Linked DNA regions of Mus musculus: all the other regions are linked to region 1. The links are chromatin contacts, called in public HiChIP or PLAC-seq maps. All regions are on one chromosome and are shown on one strand. The core of a region is the stretch at or near the end of the contact, and the rest is flanking DNA. Distances in the headings are between cores, read along the strand shown. Region 1 overlaps Myom1 (myomesin 1). Region 2 overlaps Dlgap1 (DLG associated protein 1). Region 3 overlaps Smchd1 (SMC hinge domain containing 1). Region 4 overlaps Dlgap1 (DLG associated protein 1). Region 5 overlaps Dlgap1 (DLG associated protein 1).

Region 1 (2,874 bases), core at 271-2,770:
TGCCTGTCCTCCAGCAAGTTGGAGTGACCTGAGGTGCTCTCTAGATGGCACTTGAGAGACAGGAATCCACTTGCTGTGCCTACCTAAAATGTCTTACGATAACAACATGAAATGGTAGATAGCAATGTAAACTCGAAACTAAATTCCTCATGCTCCTATTTCAACTAAGACCCATAGCTGCCATTGCTCAGCCTCTGTTTGGGAGACTGGCCGAAATACACACTTTGAGCCAAGTGAGCACTTGGGAACTTTCTTCCATTTGTCTCTTAAAGGCCAATTAAGAGCATTGCAGATTTACTTCCAGAACCATTTACCACATCCTTCGACACTGCTCTCCCCTTCTCTGAAGCACACACCTACCAATACCCAAATCACTCCCTAGAGGTCAGGCAGAGATGGTGGCTTCTCCCAGTTATCTGCCCTCCCTCCTCTTCCTAGCTCTCCACTAAGTTGCCTACATTGGCTTATCATGCCTGAGTGGGCTATGAGCCTGGCTTCTCTCTACTAAGCCCTAGTATCTATATGTCCACATACCACACTCTCCCCTCAACAGTCATGGAATCTGATTAGCAAATAGTCTGCTTTGGAGGTTGTCCTTGGGGGTGGCTGGATACAAGAGGAAGAAAAGAAAGAAGTAAGCAGAAAAACTTACCCATGTTTATGCCTCATATGGTGCCATAAACCCAAACACATATAAACGTTAAATATTAACAGACTTACTAAGTCATTAAGGTCCCAACTAGTAATGGGCCCATGGTAGATGATTTAATTTTGCTATTGATTTCTGACCCATGTACACAGAACTCCTTGGTTTTATAATCAGCATATCGAACAACTGTCTGTTAGTATCGTAAGTTGTATGAACAGTTCAGATCACACAAAGGCAACCTGTGTGGGCAGCCACCCTGCCCTCTCCACCCATTCTTCTACAAATTCCTCTGTCTGAAGCCCCGAAACCGTGTTCCTGAAGAACTACCATGTTGCCCTACTCAGCAAATACCTCTCTGCTTTCCTTCCTCCAAATGTGAATACAAAGTTTGCAAAAAGAAACAGGAGTTGGTTCAAGCCTTGTTCAACACCAGCAGATCTGCAGAGGCAAACACCTGCCTTTGAGCCAGGTGTTAAAAAATCCTTTCTGCCACCGCCACACAGGTAGATCTGTTTCCAAATTCTTACAGTTCTGAAAGTTCAATGTGACTGTCTACAGACTTAGCCCCCACAAAGGAAGCATGCTGATGAAACAGTTGCAGGGTGGGCTCAGTAGAGAAGCATCCCAGAAACCTCCCTGATGTGTCCTTGACTTAGGGAGGAGCGTTGGGCAAGCAGCTGTCAGGAGCTGTTCTAAACACAGTGCTTTGCCTTCCTTCCCTTGTGAAGGTGACTAACCTAAGGTACGACTTAAATGACACATGGAGAGTCACAAGGGGAACAAGTAAGTGGCAGGGTCAGGACTTGAACTGTGGCCTTCCTCTTCTCAGAGGTGACAGAGCAGCATCTAGTCCACCTGTAGAGAAGGCTGACTGCCCCACTGGCTGCAAGGATGACCCAAGTTCATAGTCACCAAAGCCCTTCGCTGAGCAGAACATGCCGTACTATTTGATAATAATATTTAAATATACTTTCATAGAAAATATTAGGAAACAAGAACGGTACCTACTTGAAATTGCTAAACCAAAGTAAATAAGAAGGCAAATATTGAACTGCCAGTTGCATAAGGCTGAAGCCTAGCACGGCAACGTCAGTGTTTGCAGTTGGTGTCGAGTCACTGTGAGTCATGTCAGGTGATTCTGATCGGATGGCTCGACAGAAGTTGTTTATTTGAAAGAAGAAAAGAGATATGCGCTTGAATAACAGCCAGTGGTCACAAAAAGGTACACATGGTGACATCATAGTTTAGAGTGGAAAAAAATGCAGCCACGTACACACAGCACACATCGCAGGATCTTTTCTTCAGAAAGTTGTCAAGGCTCCTGAGGATGTGTGCTAGTTACCCTCAGAGTGACTGAAATAAGTGAGGATTGTGTCTACCCTAAAACAGCCTGTGCTCAAGTGGCCGTATAGCAGCCATGGACACTTGCAGTGGCTACAGTATGCCTGCTTTCAGGAGACTGATAGGTTTCTTAAAGAGAATGCCATCCTGAGGGTCAGCTCAGAGACCCTAAGGGTGACATAGGAGTGTGCTCAGAGCGAGTCTCCTCACGTACACAGACTTCTGCCGCTCTCTCTCCCTGACTCAGGACCACCACACAGCGTGAAGCTCAGTGAAGTCAGGAAGAACTCCCTGGTTCTCCAGTGGAAGCCTCCAGTCTACTCAGGCCGGACTCCAGTCACGGGTTACTTTGTGGACCTGAAGGAAGCCAGTGCCAAAGATGACCAATGGCGAGGACTTAATGAGGCAGCCATTGTGAACAAGTACCTGAGGGTGAGAGGCTGCTTGTGACTCAGAGCTTCCTCTCCCTAAGCAGGAAAACTACTAACACTAAGCTAACATAGTCAGACCCAGTTTCATATTTTAGGCTCCTGGTAAGATTCCATCCTCTTGGCAGTCATCAGTGTTGGGGTTTTTTTGTTTGTTTTTTTTTTGTCTTTTTGACTCTTGAAACATGGGTGACCTTTCACCCAAATTCTTTATGCTTGCATGAACATGGAGCGCCTACTGGACTGGGTTCACTGACCCTTGACCTTCACCTCACCCTTACTCTAGATCCCCTGAGTGAGCTCACTGAACCCGCGCCTCACTCACACGCAGGTGTTGCTTATAAGCAGCAGGTTCTCTTACTTGTGTGGGCTGTGTCTTGTGAGCCAAAGAAGACTGTTCCCCCTGCCCGGCATGGGGACAGACAGAGTGCCTGAAGCCTTTAAAGACCCAGCAGG
Region 2 (2,832 bases), core at 101-2,600, 360 kb before region 1:
GATAAACCATAAAAGAATAAAATCACAGAAATGAGAAAATGTCCCAGAAGAAAAGTATGGCCTCTCCTAGTCAATAAACTAAGCCTGCTTCTAATGGACAAGCAAGATGGAGACTTTTCCTAGGGATATCTAACAAAAGAATAAAAATATTCTTTTGGGTCAGGGGTCTTATGTTACCCAGGCTGGCCATGAACTAGCTATGTAGCTGAGGGTACTTTGAACTCTTTCATCTCCTACCTCTGCTTCCAGGGCTGTGGTTACAAATATGCACCACCATACTTTGTTTTGCGGGTGCTAGTGATTGGACCCAGGGCTTCAGGCATGTCAGACAAGCATTATACCAACTGAGCTACATCTCTAGCCTCCAGCTTCTGCATTGTATATTACTAGAAAGTTAGGAAGAAGTGTGAAGTGAGACAGCTCTGTAAAGGCACTTGATCCAAAGCCTGCTGACCTGAGGTCAATACCCCACATCTACACTGTAGAAGGAGAGCCAAGTATAGATTGTTCTTTGACACACACATACGTGCATATACTCTAGACATACATACATAGTGTTTTTATTATCAAGAAGTAAAACTCCTTGATTAGCCTTTTCCTCATTAACTGCCCTGAAAATATCCATAAATGCAGAATTTGAAACACACAACAGTAAAGGGCAGAGTTTCCTCCCCCTCCCCACTCTTGTGCATTAGATAATCAGGAACATCTCAAGGTCCATTTTATTCTTGGGAAAATGTCAGCAACATTAGTGAGACAGATGAACTCATTTAAAGTAGACAAAAGAATAGCTGAAAAAGGGGGGCTGGTGAGATGGCTCAGTGGGTAAGAGCACCCGACTGCTCTTCCGAAGGTCTGGAGTTCAAATACCAGCAACCACATGGTGGCTCACAACCATCTGTAACAAGATCTGACGCCCTCTTCTGGAGTGTCTGAAGACAGCTACAGTGTACTTACATATAATAAATAAATAAATAAATCTTTAAAAAAAAAAAAGAATAGCTGAAAAAAGACACACGGAGCCAAGCGCTCTGTAATGTTAGTATTCAAAGACGAATAAGATGTGGGTTCTACCATGAGTTGTGACAGGAGGAAATCTGAGGCAGGAGGATGGAGTTCAAGGCCAGCCTGGACTAAATGGTCAAACTTAGTCTCAAAAACATAAACAGAAATAAAAGATTATGCGGTTTCCGGTATGTTCTCCTAAGAAGACAGCTTCAAAGGACTGAGAAAGGACAGGGATCATGTGCATAATCCAGGAAGAGAATCTTTCCAGGAGGGGCAAGAGACACAGTAAAGAAAGGGATGGTAGCCAGGCATGGTGGCACATGCCTTTAACTCCAGTGCTCAGGAGACAAAAGCAGGCAGATTTCTGTGAGCTGCAGGCCAGTCAGGGCTTCACAGTAAAGCCCTGTCTCATAAATGGGGAAAGAAAAAGTAAAGAAAGAGAGAGGATGTGACTCAGCAGTTGGGTGGTTGCCCAGCATGGGTGAGGCCCTAGGTCTTGACTCATGCAACACACACACACACACACACACACACACACACACACACACACACACACACACCCCTACCCCTGCAAGGAGAAAGACCGGCAAATGCCAGATTAGGAAGCAGGAAATCCAGTAGTCCCCATTTATCTGTGGGGTTTTATTCTCTTTACTTTCACTTACCCGGTCAACCACAGGGTAGAACGACTGCCCGCAAAATTCCAGAAATAAACAAGTCATGAGCTGTAGGGTGAGCATTACTCTGAGCAACATAGTATCTTCCCCTGTCCCCACCTGGGCATGAGTCATCCTGTGCCCAGCATGCCCGCACCAGTTTGTAGGGTCATTAGCTACTTAGTAGCCCCTTAATTACTCACTTAGCAGCTCTCTTGGTTGTCAGATTGACTGCTATGGTACCACAGTGCTGCTGTTTTAAGAAATTCTTCTTTTACTCAGTAATGGTTCCAAAACGCAAGAGTAGTAATGGAATGGAGGCAGCGGGACTTAAGACACGGAAGGACAAGTTAGTCCTGGGTCTGCATAAAGATGTTACAAGTCTCCTCATCATCACCATCACCACCACCACCATCACCATCATCATCATCATCATCATCATCATCCAGAGGGCTCTATGTAAATGGAGGTTTCAAGCACATACTGAGGTTCTAAAAATATGTCCCTGGTGGCTAAAGAGATGAACTGAATAGACAGTAAAATAAATATAAAGACTGTTGATAGATAGTAGGTAGATAAATGGTGAGAAAGGATAGTTATATGATAGACAGACAGATACATAAATAGGCACAGTCCTTCAGTATTACAAAGTATGAATAGTAATGAACCCTGTTATGGTTTGTATATGCTTGGCCCCTGGGAGTGGCACTATGAGAGGGTGTAGCCCTTTCGGAGTAGGTGTATCACTGTGGGTGTGGATTTTAAGACCCTCATCCTAGCTGTTTGAAAGTGAGTATTCTGTTAGCAGCCTTCAGAAGAAGATGTAGAACTCTCAGCTCCTCCTGTACCATGCCTGCCTGGATGCTGTCATGTTCCCACCTTAGTGATAATGGACTGAACCTCTGAACCTGCAAGCCAACACCAATAAAATGTTGAACATATAAGAGTTCCCTTGGTCATGGTGTCTGTTGATCACAGCAGTAAAACCCTAATTAAGACAGACCCATAGACTCATGCATTATATGCTTAGCCCATAAGGCATGGCACTATTAGGAGGTATGGCCTTATTGGAGTAAGTGTGACCTTGTTGGAGGAAGTGTGTCACTATGGGGGCCAACTTTGAGGTCTCATATGCTCAAAGTATGCCCAGTGTGGCTCAGAGTCACTT
Region 3 (2,700 bases), core at 63-2,562, 270 kb after region 1:
TCCTAACCCCACACCAACCCACTCCACCCGGACCAACGCGCAGGCTCCAGTGTCAGTGAGACCCTGGCTTAAGGAAAGGTTACAGCTAGTGCAGCACTTCATCTGATATCCTCCTCCGGCCTGTACACACACGCACACGCACACACACACACACACACTCACACTCACCACCCTCAAGTGTGATCGAAGAGCATTATAATTCAGCACATTACAAACATCTAATCCAATCTAACGTTAAAGCTTAAATAGTATCTGAATTATATGAAATATTTACATAGACTATATATAATTTATAGAAATAAAATTACATCTTAAAAAAGTATAATGCCAGAGGAACATCACAGATGCTCTTCCAGAAAACTGGCACTTTTATTTATTTTTGGTGTTAAATCTGCCATTGAAAAGACCCTTAAAGTACAACAATATGAGTGGTCACTTTACTGTTTGATGTGCAATGTCACCATGAGATTAAACTCTCTGAGCCAGCTAGCTGTAGGCTAGGTCTACAGGCGTGGGCTAATTGAAAAAAATTGAATTGAAAAAAAAATACAGTAAATTTAGTGAGCCAAATTTTTTTGTTTGTTATTTCAAGACAGAGTTTCTCTGTGTAGTCCTGGCTGTCCTAGAACTGGCTCTGAAGACTAAACTGGCCTCAAACTCAGAGATCTGTCTGCCTCTGCTGAGATTAAAGGCATATGCCACCACTGCCTGGTAGTGAGCTAAAAGTCTGCAAATTTCAAATTACTTGGTTTGGTAAGAGAAATGATTATGCATTCTTGGTTTTGATTTGGACTTATATGCTTTCTAAAGGTGAACACAAGGTAAAACTGGGGGCAGGAGCTACATAGATGGCCCAGTGAGCAGGCTGAGCTGGGGGTGGGGTGGTGGTAGAGGTAGCACTTGCCTTTAATTAACCCAGCCCTTGGGAAGCAGAGACCAGCCTGGTATATAGAAAGAATGCCAGGGTAATAACCAGGGCTACACAGAGAAACCTTGTCTTGAAAAACAACACAAAACAAAACAAAAACATAAAAAAACCTAGAAACCCTAAGACAAAGGCCTACAAACACAAAAGAATGTAAGTTATTAAACAATTAAAGATACTCCAGTGGTAAACTGCCCTCTTGTAAAGATGCTAAATGCTGGTGAGCCTAGCTGCCTGCAAAGGCACCAACAAACAGTAAACAGAACTTTGTTCTTTCAAAATCATTATGCTCTTGACCCCATAACTTCCACTGTTCTCAACCAGTGGGTTGGCAATCCCTCGGGAGGCTCACATATCAGGTATCGTGCATGTCAGATGTTTACATTATGATTCATAACAGAAGTAAACTTACAGTTATGCAGTAACAATGAAATAACCTTATGGTGGGGGGTGGCCATCATGACATGAGGAATGTTAGTAAAGGTTGCAGCTTTAAAGGCTGAGAAGCACTGGTATAACATCATGTGGCCTTTAAATACGAGACAGGATTTTCCCTTTCACAGTCCACCCTAGGCTGGCCGAGAGCTCAGTATATTGTGCATGTTAGCCTTGTACTCACACTCCTGTCTAAAGGAAATACGGGGACAGAGTGTGGAGCAGAGACAGAAGGAAAGGCCATCCAGAGACTGCCCCACCTGGGGATCCATCCCATATACAGACACCAAACCCAGACACTACTGTGGATGCCAAGAAGTGCTTGCTGACAGGAGCCTCAACTGTCTCCAGAGAGGCTTTGCCAAAGCCTGACAAATACAGAGGTGGGTGCTTGCAGTCAACCATTGGACTGAGCACGGTGTCCCCAGTGGAGCATTAGGGAAAGGACTGAAGGAGCTGAAGGGGTTTGCAACCTCATAGAAAGAACAACAATAATCCACCAACTAGAGCCCCCAGAGCTCCCAGGGACTAAAACACCAACCAAGGAGTACTCATGGAGGGACCCATGGCTCCAGCTGTATATGTAGCAGAAGCTGGACTTATCTGGCATCAGTGGGAGGAGAGATCCTTGGTCCTGTGAAGGCTCGATACACCAGTGTAGGGGAATGCCAGGGCGGGGAGGCAGGAGTGGGTGGGTGGGTGGGGGAACACCCTCACAGAAGCAGGGGGAGGGGGAATGGGATAGGGGAATAACATTTGAAATGTAAATAAATACAATATCAAAAAAAATGGTAAAGTTGAAATAGAAATTTAAAAAATAAAATAAAATGAGACTGTGAACCACTACACCCAGCTTAGAGATGGTATTTTTACAGAAACGATCAGGCTGAGGTTGTTCAGTCTCTAATCCAGTGTCACTGCTGTCCTCAGAAAGGGGAAAGGCAGACATGATGACACATACATTAAAAGAGACATGAGGAAGATAGCCAATTACAAGGAAAGGCGAGAGGCTCTGAAACAGACTCTTCCTTCACTCATGGCTCCTAGAAGAAATCACCTCTGCCAATCACTCTGACCATGAACTTCCAACCCAACAGATATGAGATAAAAAATTTCAATTATACATGCAAGTTAGAGCTTTTCCAATATGAGACTGTCCCTTTTCAGTTTTAGATACTACACTCATTTCATTTTAATTTGTTTCAAATTAATGGTAAGTTTTGCATTGGTTTTAACAAGGTCAGTCATTTGTTTATATATCATCCAATGAAATGATTTTTTTTTTCCCTTTTGAGATAGTCTTGTTAAGTAACTCAGGCTGGCCTCAAATTCCAGATCTC
Region 4 (2,914 bases), core at 98-2,597, 340 kb before region 1:
AATACCAGGCAGTTAGCTGTCATCTCAGGCCATGCTGGTCCCAGCTGGTTTGGAGCGGTCTTGAGTTTACTGTTATGTTTCCACATGCATCCTGCTGTGAGACAGCTCTCGGCAGCCACGCCTGTCCTAGACATCAGTTGAGTGATAGAGTCTTTCATCCCTGTCCAAGAGTAAGAAAATGAGTGCTGAAAATCAACTTTCCAATCTTTGGGGGTCAGGAGGTTACAGCCGAGTGAGTGAGAGCAAGAACAAGCTAACAGAGAAGCATCCATGTCTGTCCTGGGGGTGCCTAAAGGTTTGTTTCTCAGGAAACTTGGGTACTGCCTCCTGGACCACTCAACTCCTGTTGAGGTGGCCTTCCTTCTCCCCTACTGTGTCCATGGCAGTTGACAAATGTCATGGCTTTGGAAGGCATGTCATTTAGCACGTAGTAGTCACTCCGGCTGCATATCAGATCCAACCAGCTTTGACCAGTTCACCAGAAGAGGGACTTCAGGCATAAAGACATCCTCTCCACAGAGAAAACCAAGATGAGGGTGGAACAGAGAATGAACCAGTCACATAGGCCACACACAAGGCAACACATCTGCCAACAGAATGCCCTCTTGCAGACTTAAATTCAGGAGGGGCTAGAGAGATGGCTCAGCAGTTAGGAGCACCGACTGCTCTTCCAGAGGTCCTGAGTTCAATTCCCAGCAACCATGTAGTGGCTCACAGGCCATCTGTAATAAGATCTGATGCCCTCTTCTGGTGTGTCTGCTACACACAGCTGAAGTGTACCCACATACAATAAATAAATAAATAAATAAATAAATAAATCTTTAAAAAAATTCAGGAGGAACTGGGAAGATAACAGAATATGGTGACTACCCTGTCAAACCAGAAGAGTAGAGCCCCTGCTTCACAGAGGAGAGCCATTTGGAAGGTCAGTGCAGATGTCATCCAGCAGGTGGTGACAGCCACACTGGTACCTGGACCAAGACAGAGAAGAGTCCCATCAGTAGGAATCCCAAGGCAAAGTGAGGAAACTTGAGTGCTTTGAATAAACTAAAGTATGATTGGTCAGGAAAGGGGGATCTTGGGGCCTTAAGGCTAGCAGAATGGGGAAGGGGCGGGGTCCTCAGCCCCAGCCAGGATACCTGCCTCAGGGGACATTTGTAAGCCAGGGAGGGTGACAGGCTGTGGCTCCAAGTACGTACAGCACTTTGAACGCAGGGAAAAATTGATCATCCAGGATGCCCAATTAGAAAATACTTTTGACAAACAAAAGCATTTGGCCTGTCCCCTACTTTGTACGCAGGTCCGGACAAACACGCTTCATGCAACGATGCCGTTCCTAACCACAGGGCATGCTAGTGTTTCTATTTAAACACTTTCTAAACAGTGAAACTGCATGACTCACTCGGCTGATCCCATGACTCATTAATAAATCACAACCTGGAGGTGTAGAAACCTAAGGTAGGAAGTGGCTGTGACACTCCAGAGAGGAATTAATAAATAGAAAGATTCAGAGACCCAGGATGGAGCAAACAGGACATAGAGCGAATGCAGAATGAGCTAAGAGACAGGAGGAGGATCAGAAAGATCATGGCCAGAATTCAGGCTTGAACCATGGGTTCTCAAAAGTCAGGGATTTGGGGCTAGACAAGGTGTATAAAGATAGAGTGGTTTGGTTTGGTTTGGTTTGGTTTGGTTTGGTTTGGTTTGTCTTGTTTTGGTTTTTAAATCCCACCTCTCCTTTTTTTTTTTTTTTTTTTTTTTGTAAACCCAAATGTATTCTGTAATTTAAGGTGTATCCAAAAAACAGCATTGTATAATTACAAGACTTTTCAAGCTTTTATTAAGGCAAGAAACAAAATGATGGAGCTGACCAAGAACTCAGTGTACCAGTGCAGGTTTGAGGACTACTCAAAACAAACAACGTCTACTAAAGACTTAGCTGGGCTTTGCTGTGGTGGAATCAGGTTTTTCAAGACGGAGAATATGTGTGTTAGGTAGAGCATGGTCTATTTATCAATCCTGTTGACAGAAGTTTCTGCATTGGGCTAACATGAAATTTAGAGTTCACAATTACTAGTCTGGGACTCTTCCAGGCATTTCTTAGGGAAACTAAAAGATAGAAACGCCATGAAGTTTATTCTGCACGCACTCTCTCGCAGAGAGGCTCAAAGGATATCTTTCCTGTCTCTTTGCGCAGCCTCCCCAGCCCCTCCCCAGTCCCAGGCTTCCTCCTCCCAAATCTTTTCTTTTGCAAAGCCTAGGCGTCTTGTTGCTAATGGGAGATTTTGAACAATGGGTGTTTCTGAGCCGGTTTATGGAGGCGGTCTTGTCTGTGTCCTGGGGGGAGATTGTAAATGAGATGTCAACGGGGCTCCTTTGTGCGGACCGCATTCATCCCTCCCGGGAGGAATTCCCTTACAGAGCTGGGATTTAAAGTCGATTTCTTGCTCTTCCTAACTTTTTATCCAACAGCCAGAGCGAGCGTAGGGCAACAAATGAATCACTGCGGGCTCTGGTATCTAACTTCCTGGTTTAGCAAGGAGGCAATGACTCGGCTATTTACATGTAGAAGGAAAGGCTCCTACTTAAAACTTTCTGGGATTATTCTCAGCAGCTGAGCCTCTTTACCTGACGGTTAGGAAAGCTGGTTAACCCCTATCGAGGGAGCCTAGCTCCTAGCTGTTTTTCCCACCCCCTTTTCCTTGATTGGTTCGCTTCTCCTTTTAAATCCAAGGAAAGAAAGAAACCACAATTTCGAGCTGCCTCAAACCATCGTCTCCCCTTTCCCCTTCCGGTTTCTCGGTGGAGGACCGCAATTCTATAGCTATAATTACAGCCTGCAAAGCTCGGCCTAACTCCACCCTTAGGAGATTAGGCTACGTTTTATTGCCTCTCAGCCACCAGGTGCCCAAGG
Region 5 (2,717 bases), core at 10-2,509, 380 kb before region 1:
AATATGAGCAGGGAGGGCACAGTGACCAGATGTCTGTGATCCCGGGACATGAACAGCAGATGCAGAGGATCAGGAGTTCAGGGTCAGCCTTGGTTAGACCTGGAGGCCAGGCTAGGCTACCTGAGAGCCTGTTGTTGTTAAAAAAGAAAAAAATCTAAAAGCAAGCATAGCTGTGTTCAGAACAAAATACTGACTGGGAGAAGGTTCTGTCAGTAAGATGCTGACCTCAAATTCAATTCCCAGAACCCATGTAAATATCAGGCTACAAGGGAAGGTGCCAGGAGACACCCCACACACACAAACGTGCATTCACACACCTGTGTGTACACACACATACACACACACACACACACACACACACACACACACACACACACACATGAACACACTTCTCTTTCCCACCCAGAAGTTGACTTCTTGCCTTGGGTAGGGTTGCTGTATTGATCAAGCCCTGATGCTTTCGCCCCGTGTGGACGGTACGCAACTGTTTATTACTGGACACGTTTTTACTGAACAGAAGCCTCATCCCAGCGGCTGCAGATGCAGTTCAGGAATATTCCATGCCCTTGCCTTCCCATACAGTCGGAGAAGCTTGACAGCAGAGAGGCATCCAACACCTATCACGAAGCAATCGCTGAAGAGAAGTCAGGAAAGGTTTTCTAGCCCGGGCCACTTTTGAGTTGACTGAAAAGAAGCAGGGTGCAGTAACCACACGACCACCAATATTAAAAACCAGCAGATTCAAATCTGACTTATTTCTTTTCGAAGCTTCTGGAACATTCAGAAGGCCAGGCACAGAGTGGGGAAGGAGGAACTTTAATTCCGAAGTTCCCTCCCAGGTCTGGCTTAGGGTTTAAAACTGCCTTTCAATCCTGTACTGCCAAACTTCTCCATGTGCGGAAAACTGGAAGCTCCGCCTTTCATGGATGTGATTGACGGCTCTGGCTTCCTGGGCAAAGACGTAGTAACAGCACATGGACGCCAGGGGGCAATACGGTCCCGCCGAGGACTTGGGAACCTGAAGCATTTGTGACATCTCTGTACCTAAAAGGAATCCTTTAGAGTACCACGAAGGAACAAGAGCACTCTAAATGCACTTTCACCGGAATAGCCCGTCGGCACCGGTGCTGAGCTGCCATCTCTGCATAGTTTGTTGACTTTGCTTAATGCAGCTGCCGGATCTTTTCTGCCCTCTTGCCTAGTAAGTCCTTGAGCCCCAGCCAGCCCCAGCCAGGTCGTTCAAGGTGCTACCCGAGATCAGGTCCTCTGCCTGCATACAGAGTCAGCTTCCATGCCCCTGCGGCCCAGCCACTGCAGCGTTTCAGGTCATTCCAGTCCCAGGCATCATTTTGTTTCCAGTTCGCAGCTGCCAGGTGTCTGCCCTCACTTAACCCGCAAGGATGAAAGATCAAAGGTGTGCCTGCATCTGCCTTCTGTCCCTGCGCTTTCAAATGGTACACATTCAAAAGATATAAATGCGGTATTGTGCACCCTGGAGGGAGTGGTGGGGCAAGGATCAGAGGTGGCACCGGGCACCGGTTCAGAACACGTGGCTATTAGAAAATGAGGAGAGCAATCTCTGCAGCTCCGAAGCTCTGACCTGGTGAAGCGTGTTCAACTTAAAAGACAAAGACTTTTTTTTGCGAGTGGATGGACTCCCCCTATCTCCAACTACAGACATCGGGTCCACAGAACCAGGTGGCGAGTGTGACTCAGTGGTAGACCGCCTGCCTATGGGAACTGAGCAAGCAGGAAAAATAAATGAATCTCACGGTGTTAAAGCATCCACAAGGCTAGCCCAGTGTGCTCGTGCCTGTTGGAGACAGACACTAGCAGATCTGAGTTCCTGGCCAGTCAGGACTACTTAGTGAAACCTTGCCTTTGAAAAAGAAAGAAAGGGGGAGAGGAAAGAAACAGAAGGAGGGAGGGAAGGAGGGAGGGAGGGAGGGAGGGAGGGAGGGAGGGAGGGAGGGAGGGAGGACCCACAAAGCTTGGTTAACGCTTGGAATATTGGAAAGCGGGATGCTATGAATCTGGACCCCAAGTCCCTTGGGCAATCTTTAGCCCCTTAACAGTCATTCATTGCCCACCCATGTTTGACCTTGTAACACCCTTGTGACTATTCAGGTAAATCCTTCTGGAATGTTCTAACAGGCTACACGCTTCCTCCAACCCAGAGGCTAAGAATGCCATCAGATTGCACCTAAGATCGGAGTTATCCCCCTCAGCAGTCATACCTAATAGTCTCACCAATATATTTTTTAAATGTCTTGATTTATGACTTTGTTCTGTAACTATAAAAACTTCATCAAGCTGGGCAGTGGTAGCACATGCCTTTAACCCCAGCACTTGGGAGGCAGAGGCAGGTGGATTTCTGAGTTTGAGGCCAGCCTGGTCTACAGAGTGAGTTCCAGGACAGCCAGGGCTACACAGAGAAACCCTATCTCGAAAAATAAGAAAAAAAACAAAAACAACTTCATCAAACTGTTAGCACATTGGAGAGAGGCATCTACCATGGCCATTCATAGCTGGCTCCAGAATAAACTCTCATTCCCTTTGAGGTGAGAGCTGTGTTTTTGTGTCAAGGCTCTGGATTCCACGCCCTACACAGTTGTGTGTGTGTGTGTGTGTGTGTGTGTGTGTGTGTACAGATGTATTTGTACAAGTGTGTCTGTGTGTATGCACATGTGTTTGTGTATGTGTACTGATGTGTGTGT

The links. HiChIP or PLAC-seq counts read pairs in DNA pulled down with a chosen protein or histone mark.
Region 2: a FOXA1 HiChIP or PLAC-seq map of pancreatic cancer cells shows a contact between it and region 1. The contact joins two enhancer-like sites. A contact is called at or near these places in 1 of 115 datasets of contacts at active chromatin or transcription factors (pancreatic cancer cells) and 1 of 9 other capture datasets (embryonic stem cells).
Region 3: a contact with region 1 is called in a FOXA1 HiChIP or PLAC-seq map of pancreatic cancer cells. The contact joins two enhancer-like sites. A contact is called at or near these places in 2 of 484 Hi-C or Micro-C datasets (both in the AML12 cell line), 1 of 115 datasets of contacts at active chromatin or transcription factors (pancreatic cancer cells) and 1 of 9 other capture datasets (pancreatic islet).
Region 4: a contact with region 1 is called in a CTCF HiChIP or PLAC-seq map of the NIH/3T3 cell line, with 5 read pairs. The contact joins two enhancer-like sites. A contact is called at or near these places in 1 of 15 datasets of contacts at CTCF or cohesin (the NIH/3T3 cell line) and 1 of 115 datasets of contacts at active chromatin or transcription factors (pancreatic cancer cells).
Region 5: a contact with region 1 is called in a FOXA1 HiChIP or PLAC-seq map of pancreatic cancer cells. The contact joins two enhancer-like sites. A contact is called at or near these places in 1 of 115 datasets of contacts at active chromatin or transcription factors (pancreatic cancer cells) and 1 of 9 other capture datasets (embryonic stem cells).

What each region holds. Positions count from the first base shown.
Region 1 is chr17:71,087,586-71,090,459 of GRCm38.p6, forward strand. Myom1 (myomesin 1) reads left to right here. Exons shown (of 37, transcript NM_001083934.1): 20 at 2,238-2,422. Among named protein-coding and RNA genes, the nearest start is that of Myom1, 69 kb to the left of the region's middle. Within about 2 kb of position 1,521, at least 97 of the 459 cell types and tissues checked have an H3K27ac peak or open chromatin away from gene starts, as enhancers often do. A contact at or near this core is called in the NIH/3T3 cell line and pancreatic cancer cells, where this site is marked.
Region 2 is chr17:70,727,426-70,730,257 of GRCm38.p6, forward strand. The region is part of intron 6 of Dlgap1 (DLG associated protein 1); the gene reads left to right. Among named protein-coding and RNA genes, the nearest start is that of Gm36746, 11 kb to the left of the region's middle. Within about 2 kb of position 1,351, at least 181 of the 459 cell types and tissues checked have an H3K27ac peak or open chromatin away from gene starts, as enhancers often do. A contact at or near this core is called in pancreatic cancer cells, where this site is marked.
Region 3 is chr17:71,354,434-71,357,133 of GRCm38.p6, forward strand. The region is part of intron 44 of Smchd1 (SMC hinge domain containing 1); the gene reads right to left. Among named protein-coding and RNA genes, the nearest start is that of 4930471L23Rik, 40 kb to the left of the region's middle. Within about 2 kb of position 1,313, at least 21 of the 459 cell types and tissues checked have an H3K27ac peak or open chromatin away from gene starts, as enhancers often do. A contact at or near this core is called in pancreatic cancer cells, where this site is marked.
Region 4 is chr17:70,745,549-70,748,462 of GRCm38.p6, forward strand. The region is part of intron 6 of Dlgap1 (DLG associated protein 1); the gene reads left to right. Among named protein-coding and RNA genes, the nearest start is that of Gm36746, 29 kb to the left of the region's middle. Within about 2 kb of position 1,348, at least 199 of the 459 cell types and tissues checked have an H3K27ac peak or open chromatin away from gene starts, as enhancers often do. A contact at or near this core is called in the NIH/3T3 cell line and pancreatic cancer cells, where this site is marked.
Region 5 is chr17:70,706,187-70,708,903 of GRCm38.p6, forward strand. All of the region lies in intron 5 of Dlgap1 (DLG associated protein 1), which reads left to right. All of the region lies in intron 1 of Gm36746 (a long non-coding RNA gene), which reads right to left. Among named protein-coding and RNA genes, the nearest start is that of Gm36746, 10 kb to the right of the region's middle. Within about 2 kb of position 1,260, at least 57 of the 459 cell types and tissues checked have an H3K27ac peak or open chromatin away from gene starts, as enhancers often do. A contact at or near this core is called in pancreatic cancer cells, where this site is marked.